Linked DNA regions of Mus musculus: region 1 is linked to region 2. The links are chromatin contacts, called in public HiChIP or PLAC-seq maps. All regions are on one chromosome and are shown on one strand. Each heading gives the region's core, a stretch centred on a gene start, on an enhancer-like site or on the middle of the called end of the contact. The rest is flanking DNA. Distances are from core to core; before and after follow the strand shown.

The links. HiChIP or PLAC-seq counts read pairs in DNA pulled down with a chosen protein or histone mark.
Region 1: an H3K27ac HiChIP or PLAC-seq map of extraembryonic endoderm stem cells shows a contact between it and region 2, with 4 times the contacts expected there. The contact joins the promoter of Tceal5 here to the promoter of Nxf7 in region 2. A contact is called at or near these places in 5 of 39 promoter capture datasets (hippocampal neurons, liver, pre-B cells and 1 more) and 1 of 115 datasets of contacts at active chromatin or transcription factors (extraembryonic endoderm stem cells).

What each region holds. Positions count from the first base shown.
Region 1 is chrX:136,200,867-136,206,408 of GRCm38.p6, reverse strand. Tceal5 (transcription elongation factor A (SII)-like 5) reads left to right here and starts at 2,525. Exons shown (of 3, transcript NM_177919.3): 1 at 2,525-2,642; 2 at 3,957-4,024; 3 at 4,596-5,461. The coding sequence starts at 4,622. The coding sequence ends at 5,224.
Region 2 is chrX:135,595,184-135,600,475 of GRCm38.p6, reverse strand. Nxf7 (nuclear RNA export factor 7) reads left to right here and starts at 1,699. Exons shown (of 23, transcript NM_130888.2): 1 at 1,699-1,798.

The DNA of each region.
Region 1 (5,542 bases), core at 1,276-3,775, 610 kb before region 2:
CTTGGGATTTCAGTGCTTCATTTTGCTTTATAGCTGAAGAGTATTCCATGTATGTGTACCCAGTTTTCATTATTTGATTTTTGGTTTGGTTTGGTTTGGTTTGGTTTGGTTTGGTTTGGTTTGGTTGAAAACAATTAAGGTTGCTTCCATTTCTTAGATATAGTGAATACAAAAGCAATGTACATGGCTGAGCAAGTGTCTGTGAAGTAGGATGCCTAGTCCCTTGGACATATGTAACGAGTAGTATAGCTGGGGTTTATGGCAGACTCATTTGTAGCTCCTTGAGACCTCTCCACACATATTTCAATAGTGGCTGCATCTTTTTGAAACCTAGTGCAGTGGCCCAACTTGAGACCCATCCCATGGACAAGCACCAATCGCTAACACTATTGATGATACTCTGCTATGCTTTCAAATAGGAGTCTAGCATGGCTGTCCTGTGAAAGGCTCCACCCAGCAGCTGACTCAGACAGCTATCAGATATCCACCACCAAACAGTAGATGGAGCTTGGGGACTGTTGTGGAAGAATAGGAGGAAAGATTGCTGCCTAAAGGGGATAGGAACTCCACAGGAAGACCAACAGAGTCAACTAACCTGGACTCTTGGGGCTCTCAGAGTCTGAACCACCAACCAAAGATCATAACGGGCTAGACCTAGTACTCCCAGCACATACATAGCAGACGTGCAGTTTGGCCTTCATATGGGTTCCGAACAACTGGGATGGGGCCTATCCCAAAAGCTGTTGCCTGTCTGTGGGATATGTTCTAGTAGCCAGGCTGCCTTGTCTGGCCTCAGAGTGAGAGGAAGCACCTAGCCTCACAGAGATTTGAAGTGCCAGGGTGGAGGGATACCTAGGGGGGCCCTTCCAGCTGAGAGGAGAAGGGGAGGGAAAAGGGGGGAGGAGTGAGTGGGATATAAAATGAACAAGTAAAAAAATTAATTAAACTTAAAAAAGAAAAGAAAATGCTTGAACTCAAGGACTGAGTATCTGTTTCTCCTCTCAATTACATTCATGCATAGTGTCTTTTCTTTTCTCAAGCTCATACTTCCTGCTTCCTCATTATGTCCTGCTTATGTATCAGAGTTATTTTTAAGTTCCTATGACATAGATCATCCTACAGAGTCTATATAGCCCAATAATTCCTGCACATATATCCCTTCAATATTATCCTGGGTGGTCAGGTCAGAACACATGGTCTAGATCAACCAGTATAATCAGCATGTCAAATACCAAGTCAGAAGGTACCAAAAGATGAGTATGGATTATAGTCAGAAACCTTGAAGAATGGGTAGGCATTTCTTGGATGCCTTGGTGGTGAAGGTGGCCAAGTTGAAAGACCTTGCAAGCCATACTGTCCAAGTAATATAGAAGGGAGAAGGCCGTGTCTAGGGAAGCTTCCTTCTGCCAAGGTTTGTGAATAACGTCAGGAAGGAAACAGGTCTAAGGGCTCTCCTTGCACTAATTACTTCTTCAGGCTTCCTGAAACCCAAAGTTGCAAGAGGATAGAGGAGATCTGATTTTCCTTTCTTCTATGCTGGAGCTGATTTCTTCTGGTGGGACTCTGGAGGAGAGAGAGAAATGTGTTAAAAAGCATTTATTAAATTGACTACCTGTGTCACCTACTATGTAGGTTTTTGAAAAGGTCAACACATTCGGGTGTCCAAATGCAGAAAAAGAGGAGAGGCTCTGAAACATGGGCGGGGGAGGGAACCAGGGCTTCCTCTTCTCTTCCCAAAGTATGGATGATACAAACGTTCTGCATCACCTGGGTTACATAGCTCTTTCCCTTCCTCAGGGTGAGTGAGATAGCCACAGTCCAATGTTCGAAACTGGTATTTTGTTAATCATTAGTTTTCTACCTATCGTTCAACAATTGTTTGAGAACATTTGGTATTTTGTAAGTAGCCAATTCAAGTACAAGTGTGACAGGTCTTCAGAGTAGAAAAATTGGAGACCGATCTTTTCCCTTATTTTAAACACTTTATTTTAAATGAAATAGTTTTGTGCTCATAAGAATAACACATGTTCAGTAGAATAAATGAAGTTTTTTTTTAAAAAAGAAACTATTAAAAAGAAAAGAAAATCTCCATTTCCACAGCTTGCTTCACTTCCAAATGATCTGACCCTACCCTTTATGTGCAGGTGTAGACCATGTGTAGAATGAACATCGGTGGCTAAGAGATGAAGTGGATTGAAGAAGTATATGATTTGCCCTTTTTAAAAAAACGATAAAGCGGTCCCCAAGTCCTCTGAGATCTTAACAGGAAACGGTATTAGGAAAAGATGCAGCCTCTCCCTAATGAGCACACAGGACTAAACACACATCACGAACCATATTTGACCTCTGGAATTTGCAAGTAACAAAATGAATGACAAGGCCTCATGCTGTGGGGGAAGGGACAGAAAGTGGTGGGGGTAGTGAGGGGGAAAGTAGGCTGGCTCCTGACGCACTTTCTTGTGCTTGGGAGGGGAACTAAGGGACCTGAGCCCACTGGTGACGTTCCTGTCACGTGATCAGGAGCAGACGTATGCAGAAGTCTCTCTCTTCCAGGTACCAGCTACCAGCTCCTTATCTCCGTGGAGGAAGGCAGACTTGAAACTGAACGACAGAGGGGGGGCAACTGCCCTATAGCCCGGCAGGTTGGTACAAGCCAGGGATTCCTGAGGGAGGGGTGGTAATGGACAGAGGCTACCGAGCAGAGAGGACTCTGTCTGCTTTTCAGATACCGCCTCCTTCCCACCCCCATTCATTTTGGCGAAGAAGATTGTGTGAGTGTTGGGGGTAGCCGCTCTGATATTCTCGGAGAACTGTGGGCTAATGGCAGAAGGAAATGTGAGAAGGAGTCATTTCCCAGGGATAACTACAAATCCTTCAGTGCCTGCAGAGCGCTGGGTAGGAATGACAGCAGGCTAAGACCAGAGCTGATTCCAAACAGATCCTGGAGTCCTTTCCAGATGCTCACCGACTTGCTGCAGGAAATGGATGGGGATGGGGGACGGGGTCACTGGAAGGAGAACAGGGGTACAGAATACCAATAGAGATGTCATGGGAACAGTGATTGAGCTACATTGCCTTATAGAGGAGGAGGGTGGGGGAGGGGACAGCGGAGGGAGTGGGGGTGGTGATGGCCTAATCCCTTTTAGGTAGGAGGAGAGGGGCAGGGGTCCTGACTCCAGGTTGAGAAAGGTGAACTGTCCAAGCCAAGGCTCCTTTTCCTTTCCTTTCCCTTTTCTTTTTCTCTTTCTTTTTCTTTTTTTTTTTTCTCCTTTTCCCTTCTCCACCCCCCCCAACCAATTTGGATCCCAAAATGGTAGGCCGAGGTGACCAAGAGTGGGGGTTGCTGCAGAGGAGAGAAACAGGTTTAGTAGGAGGCTCAGCTCCTAATTAGGGAGTGACTCCCCAACTCGGAGGGATTCCACAGCAGGTATTAAAAACCCAAAATGGGTTCAGAAATAATTTGTCCCTTTCACTGTAGAAAGCTGGGTGGGTTTTTTTCTGGGTTTGTGTGGAGGAAGGAGTGAATGCAGTGCTGTAGTTATATCTGCCCTGCCTTCTCCTGCTTCCTCTATCTCCGTTTTCAGAAAAGTACTCAGCTATTATCAAGGGCCCCTAGGGGTGGGGGTTGGGTAGGGGGTCCTGGTACAGAGATCTGAGGACAGCAAGACCTGACTTCTGACTTTCAAACTCCTGAGCTATACTCATTTCGGTGAAGTGAGAGCAGATTTGTGCAGGGAAATCAGACACAGGGAAACAGTTTTCTTTTCTGCAGCCTTAGGACTAGAAAAAAAGGTAAACTGTTGAGGGAAACACATGGAAGAAAATCAGAGAACACAGAGAAAGGACGATGGACTGAGAGGGAGAAACTGGGAAAGTTTGGACGAAGATTCTTGGTCCTGCCTGTTAGTCATTTTCGACTTCTAATCCTTCACCACCTGATTCCCATCTCCCCACAGGTCTTCAAGTCTGTGGCTGTGGGCAGCAACCCAGCCAAGGAAACAGAAGACCTGCAGCATCAGTGCAGGTTAGTGAGAGAAGGGATGTGCTCCACCCTGGAATTAGAGCAAAAGATGGAGCGGCCACTGCTCACCTCTTCCCTCCAATCCTCCTCATTACAATCTCAAGACACATTGCACAGTCCTGAGGGAATTTGATCCTTTGCAGCTGGCGATGCCAACATGGAGGCTACGTAGGGGAGGAGAAAGGGTGGCATTCATCATACTCTCTGAGGCTATCAGAGCCTCACCCCCTAAAATCTGCATATGCTTTTAAAATAAGTTTTATAAATGCAAGGATAAGAAAAAATGAAAATACTCCATCAATTCCTGTTGTTCTTTGTAAGTTGAAACTACACAGCAGAGCCAGAACAAAGTTGAGACACCATTATTCTCCGTTTCTTAGCACATGTCTTTAATGGTAAGGAGAAACACCTTTGACATTTCCTGCAAGGTTGGTTCATGTAAGTCTGTGGGGAAAGGAATCTAAGGGTAAGAGTGCACCTGGAAGGTAGATTAAGGTAGTTTGGGAAAACCATGAGAGAAGGAAAGCAACTATTGAAACCTTGTGCCCTTAGCGTTCTTTTCTTTGTCTTCTAGGACAGGCAACAAAGACTAATTGCACCATGGAAAAGTTCTACAAAGAAAATGAAGGAAAGCCAGAAAACAAGGGAAGGGCAGAAGACGAAGGAAGTACAGAAGAGGGAGGAAAAGCAGATGAAGACAAGTCAGATGCAGAGGGGAAGCCAGCACGCCAGGGCAAGCTAGAGGTGGAGGGAGGGCCAGGTGAGCAGGCACAGCAGAAAGGTGAGGGGAAGCCCGAGAAGCAGGGAAAGTCTGACGGGGAGGGCAAGCGCCAAGGGGAGAGCAAGCCCGATTCCCAGGCAAAGTCAGCCAGCGAGGCGCGGGCTGCAGAAAAGCGCCCTGCTGAAGATTATGTGCCCCGGAAAGCAAAACGAAAAACAGATAGGGGGACAGATGATTCTCCCAAGAACTCCCAGGAGGACTTACAGGACAGGCATGTAAGCAGCGAGGAGATGATGAGAGAGTGCGCAGATATGACTAGGGCTCAGGAAGAGCTGAGGAAGAGGCAGAAAATGGGTGGTTTTCACTGGGTGCCAAGAGATGCACAGGATGCTTTAGTCCCCAGGGGCCAGCGGGGAGTCAGGGGGGTGAGGGGCGGCGGAGGCAGGGGCCAGAAGGACTTAGAAGATGCTCCATTTGTTTAATGCCTTCAGCCTTTCCTTCTGGATTCTCTGATGGGAAATATTACCAGCCCTGCTTTCCCTGGCAGGCTTTTGCCAGGCTTTGTGCTTTAACCTTGTGCCGAGATTTTCCTTTAGGTGTCACTCCTGTTACCAGCAGACAGCACTATGTCTTTTAGTAAAGGACTTTCACCCATGTGCATGGAAGAGATGTTCATGGTATACTGTAAAATAATAAAGATAACAGTTTGCAGAACCACAGATCCAGTATCAGTCCATTTTTGAAAACAGAATCAGCATATAGAGTATACACACAAGGAAAACCATGCAACTACATAGAGC
Region 2 (5,292 bases), core at 450-2,949:
ATCAGGTAACAAGGGTAGAATGCATGAACCCTGCCATCACATTCCTGCCCCCACCACTATGGATGTATACTTGGAGTGTCCTCTTCTAGTTTCCCCTCTCATCGTTTCTCACCTCTACAGTCCAGGCCTGCCAAGAGATCTAATTGTTGCCTGAAATTAGAGGAGCAAGATTGCCTTTAATGAGTTCACAGGGGCAGTTGGGTACTCAGGTGAGGGTCCCATTGTCATCCCTAACCCCTTCTTCCAGAGAGAGAACATCAGCACTCACCAAGCTAGGCTGTGGTGATCTTCAGAGAGCAGTCCCAGCTATTCTCTTGAAAATCACAGTCGTTTTTCTGGGAGAGTGATACAATAGCCATCTTTCTTCCCCTTCCTCAGCTTCTTGTCTCTGCTAGGGAGGCTTCTATTGCAGAACTGTACTTAGGAAATCACCCTGCCTGACAGTGTCAAGCAGCAGCAGAATATGGCTTCTGCCCTCACTACCTCTGCTCCAGTGCTTGTCCTTCGGTCCTCATCCAGGCAGAGCCTGTGATCAAGGTAGCAGTGGGAAGGGGGCATAGTCAGCCACGTATCCCATTTTGTTCCTACATGATCCAAGCTGGAAAAATCCAGCTGGACAGGACATGAAAAAAACTTTCTAGTCAGCTGAAAAAGCCTGAGTTCACCATGGTCATGCCCTGGGGAGCCTCCTTTATGCTGTATCACTGCCCCTTGAAGTGTGTGTGTGATATAATCTTGGTGGACTTCAAAGATGGAAAGTATACAAGCTGTCCTTTGGATTGAACAGTTTCTCTGGAGAGAACTCAGGTAGTGCACTGGGGAGGGGAGGGGAGGGGGCTAAATGGGCAGGCAGGAGCTCAGATTGGAGGGACAGGCTAGGACAGGAAGAGGGGACTTAGAGACTGCTCTTATCTGCAAGACCCAGTGGGGAGCCCTTCTGGCTCAGAGAAGCTGACTTACTGCCCCTGTGAGAATGCAGAGTGTAGGAAAATTAGGTTAAAGTGCAACCTGGGGGGATGGGATTGCTCCAAGGACCATCAACCCTCCCAGGGCTCCTTTGCTCATGTGGGATGCCTCAAGCCCCCCCACCTCTTAGAATTAGGGGTCACCTCAATACAAATGGTTGTCATTACTGTTTTGTAAAGGAATGGGAAGAAAGTATATTGTGGCTGTGGAGTTGGGAGCAGGGACAGAAAGCAGGACCTTTCTGGCAAAGCCCCTAAGGTATGAAGACAGGTGATGATTCTGTTGGGATGGACCTAGAGTAGATAAAGATCCTCTGTCCCCAGTAGCCTAACCAGTAGGGCAACTTTTCTTTTGGATTGTTTGTGTCAGACTTTGGTGTCTCACAGTGAAGCAGATATTCACAGGATCGACATAAGCATGAGCTAAAGGCATTTGAGTGACAGTGTAGTGGCTATTCCCAGTTGTAAACTTGACTATATATGAAATGAACTGCAATCCAGATGGAAGGCTGACCTGTAGTCCATACCTTGAGGCTTTCTTATCTGGATCTTGGCGTAGAGATCCTGAGGCATAGTGGCTGTGAATCCCAGGCAACTAAGGCAAGGGGATCTCTGAGTTCATCTGGAACAAAAGCAAGACCCAGATCCAGGCTTGGTGGCACACCCCTTTTATCCAGGCCACACCTACTGCTAGAGACCTACATAAGGAAGTAGAAAGGAGGAAGACGCCCTCTTCTTCTCCTGCTTGCCTTGTGAGACTGAGCAACTGCTAGATCCTTGGACTTCCATTCACAGCTGCTGCTGACCACTGTTGAGGAGTTGGACTACAGACTGTAAGTTATCAACAAATTCCCTTACTATATAGAGACTACCTATAAGTTCTGTGACTCTAGAGAACCCTGACTAATACAGACAGTTACCTGTGGGCTCCTATGCCAGTCCACTTGGGACTTAGGAAAAAAAATCACTGCCTTGGACTGCCTGGCATTTAGACGGCCATGGAAACCACATGGAATGTAGGTAGACAGGCAAATGGGAAAGAGCTTGGCCGTAGCAGGGGGATTTTTCTGCCCCTCAGCATCTCTGCCATCTCTGTAAAAAGATATGTGACTCACCAGCCTGTGCTCCACTAAAGGGAGCAATGGAACTGACTCAGACTCATCCTGCGAAAGCATCGGGTCTCCCCATCACTTCAACCCTGCACAGCCCACACAAGGCTGCTACCGTGTAGGCAGTAGATCGTGTTTATGTAACTAGGGCTGCCTGACGGAAAAGCCTTCCACCCCAAAGCTCTCCGGGCTTCGGCTTTTCGAGCAATCCATACTTCCTGGTTGCTATCTCTTACCTAGGCGTCTGCCGTCTGTCTGCCTGAACAGACGTCATCGAATGCCTTCTGGCACTGTCCTTGCATCATCTTGGGAACGGTCTGCATTCTCAGTTAGGGGTTAAGTTTTACGATCTGCTCACCTAATCTCAGCTTAAGAATTTACTTCAGTGGCCTACAGAAAACCCTGAGTTTTGTGGGAACAGACAAACTGCTGCTGTGACCCGAAGCCTTCAGAAGGCTGTCGACCTAATGCAGAGCTCTCTGACTGCATCCTGCTTCTGTGTGATGGTCTCTGTTACTGCTTCCTCTCTTCTTCAGGAATAGGTCCCAGAACAGGGAATGTGGCTCAGTGGGTAAAAGATGGGGACCTGAGCTTGAATCACTAGAAGCCATGACAAAAGCCAGGCGTGGCTGTACACAGGCTTGAAATTCCAGCTCTGCTCCGGCCAGAGGTCAGATACGGAAGGATGTCTTGTTTTTTTTTGTTTGTTTGTTTTTTGTTTTTTGTTTTTTGTTTTTTTGTTTTTTTTTTCTGGATTTCATCTAGGCTTTAGTTTCAGTGAGTGACTCTAAATGGAGAATAAATTACAGAGTAATGGAGCAGGATATCTATTGACATTCTCTGACTCCTGAAGGTGTACAACATCTAACGAAATGTTGACTTAGACCTAGGTCCGTGGCTATAATTTCTTAAGTGCTATTTTCCTAGGTTTGATGGGCAAAACTGTGAAGGAGCTGATAGAGCCCCTCCCAGATATCAGGATAGTATGGAATCCTATGGCTGTACAACATAGGGATGTTGTCATCATGGAGAAAATAAAATTATGTGGCTGACCTAGACCTATGGTCTCTGTTGGTAACATGCATATCTTAAACTTTTTAAGTTCTATTTTTAATACTTAATCTTATTATGTGTTTGCTTTTTATTTTATTTCATTTTATTTTATTATTTTTTGAGACATGGTAACTTTGTGTAGCCTTGGCTGTCTTGGAACTAGCTTTGTTGACTAGGCTGGCTTGGAACTCACAGAGATCGGCCTGCTTCTGCCTTCTTAGTGCTAGGGCTAAAGGCATCTGCCACCATTGTCCGTCTTAGGTTTTTGTTGATGTTGTTGTTTAATTCGCAATGCTTTTGATGGAATCGGGGTTTGTTGCCCAACCTTGCCCCTGCCTCTGCCTTTGCAAGGCACAAACACTCTTCCCCAACTCCCCAACGTTATCAGTAGCCTTTGTTAGAAGATTAGGCGTTCCTGGATTTTGTACTTCAGTCCTTCTTGAGGCAAAAGTCTTGCCATCACGGGACTACCTCAGTTACTCAGTTACTGCTGTTCTTGCTGTCACATGCTAAGATGCATGTGGGTGCATGCGCAACGCCTCCCCTAATACCTCAGAAGCAAGCTAGGGATGCCTGAACCCCTCACAAAGCCTGCTCACTCGGTTCAGACAGTCACATGACTGCTCTCTTTCTCTCAACATCAAGAATCAAGCTAGGCCATTTCTGTGTTTGCTGTGAGCTCACAGAGTTTCCACCCACGGAAGGCGTTCAGGGTTGTTGTTCTCCCTAAGGACAAAGCTTGATCAGACTCTGGATTAGACTCCCTACTTTTCCAGGAAGCACTAAGGTACTGTAGGCTGACTGTCCTAGACCACTTTTCTGGTAGGAGGCCCACCAGCTGTTCTCTGGGATTTTTCTCAGGGCACGCGTCAGGGGTCTGGTGGGGTGGGGTGGGGTGGGGTAGGGTGGTGGCTTTAAAGTGTAACATGTAGCTGCTGCACAGTACAGGGAGTCCTAGGAGAGGGCTTTCTATAGAGGTGCAGGAGGACTTTCTGAGAGTGGCCAGACATTGAAAAGCCTGACCCAGAACAAGGGGTTTGGGAAGTCTTCATCTGATAGTGGACCCACCAGATGTGCAATAAGGGCAAATGGGTGGAGCTGGACAGGGGCATTAAGAATGAGCAGCAATCATGAGGATTTAAAGACTGGCATTCATCTCTGCAGGGCAAAACTCTTAAATGAGAGTAGGACCACCCTCCCCTTCCTTGTCGCCCTGCCTGTGGTCATCGGCCTGCTAGATTTTTCTGCCTGTTCAGCTGTGAGATCACGCACCTCCCTCCTCTGCCAGCCATCTGACCCATTTCTTATCCAGCCTGTTTCTTTCAAGGATATCAGAGACTTCCTATCAGCCAGTTCTCACAGAGTTAATTTCTGAATGCCTTCTTCAGGTCCCTGCAGCCTCTTGGTTTGCTGCTGTGCTCTGGCTTCATTTCTCCCCCAGCACTTCCTCTGGGATGAGCAGTTATCAGGAAGCAGTGAGTGGTCAAAAGAGGGAAAACAGGCAAAAGGGAGGGGATACTTTTGTAAACTTTGAGGTTTCAAGAAATTGGTCAACCTGGGGAACAAGTAGATGCTCTGAATTTCTTCCTTTGCAATCCTTCAGGTTTCAGGGGGGCAGTTGGCAGGAGGACATCCATCCTCTTACGTTCACGCTCTCCTGAGGTCAGCAACATACTGAGATTTCCTTCTTCTGTACTAAGTTTTGTTCCTTAGATTCCTTGCTACAGCCTCCCTTTTCCAGTGTCACAAAGAACATGCAAAAGACATGCAGATAAAATATTTATTTATTTATTTATTTATTTATTTATTTATTTATTTATTCACTCCAGATTTTATTCCCCCCCCCGACCCCATCTACCCTCTGACTATTCCACATCCCATACCTCCTCCCTGTGCCCCTGTCTCCAGCAGGATGTCCCTATCCCCACCCCTACCCAATCAGACTTCTAAACACCCTGGGGCCTCCAGTCTCTTGAGGTTAGGTGCATCTTCTCTGACTGAACCCAGACCCAGTAGTCCTCTACTGTATGTGTGTTGGGGGCCTCATATCAGCTGGTGGATGCTGTCTGTTTGGTGGTCCAGTGTTTGAGAGATCTTGGGGATACAGGTTAATTGAGACTGCTGGTCTTCCTACAGGGTCACCTTCCTCCCTAGCTTCTTCTTTT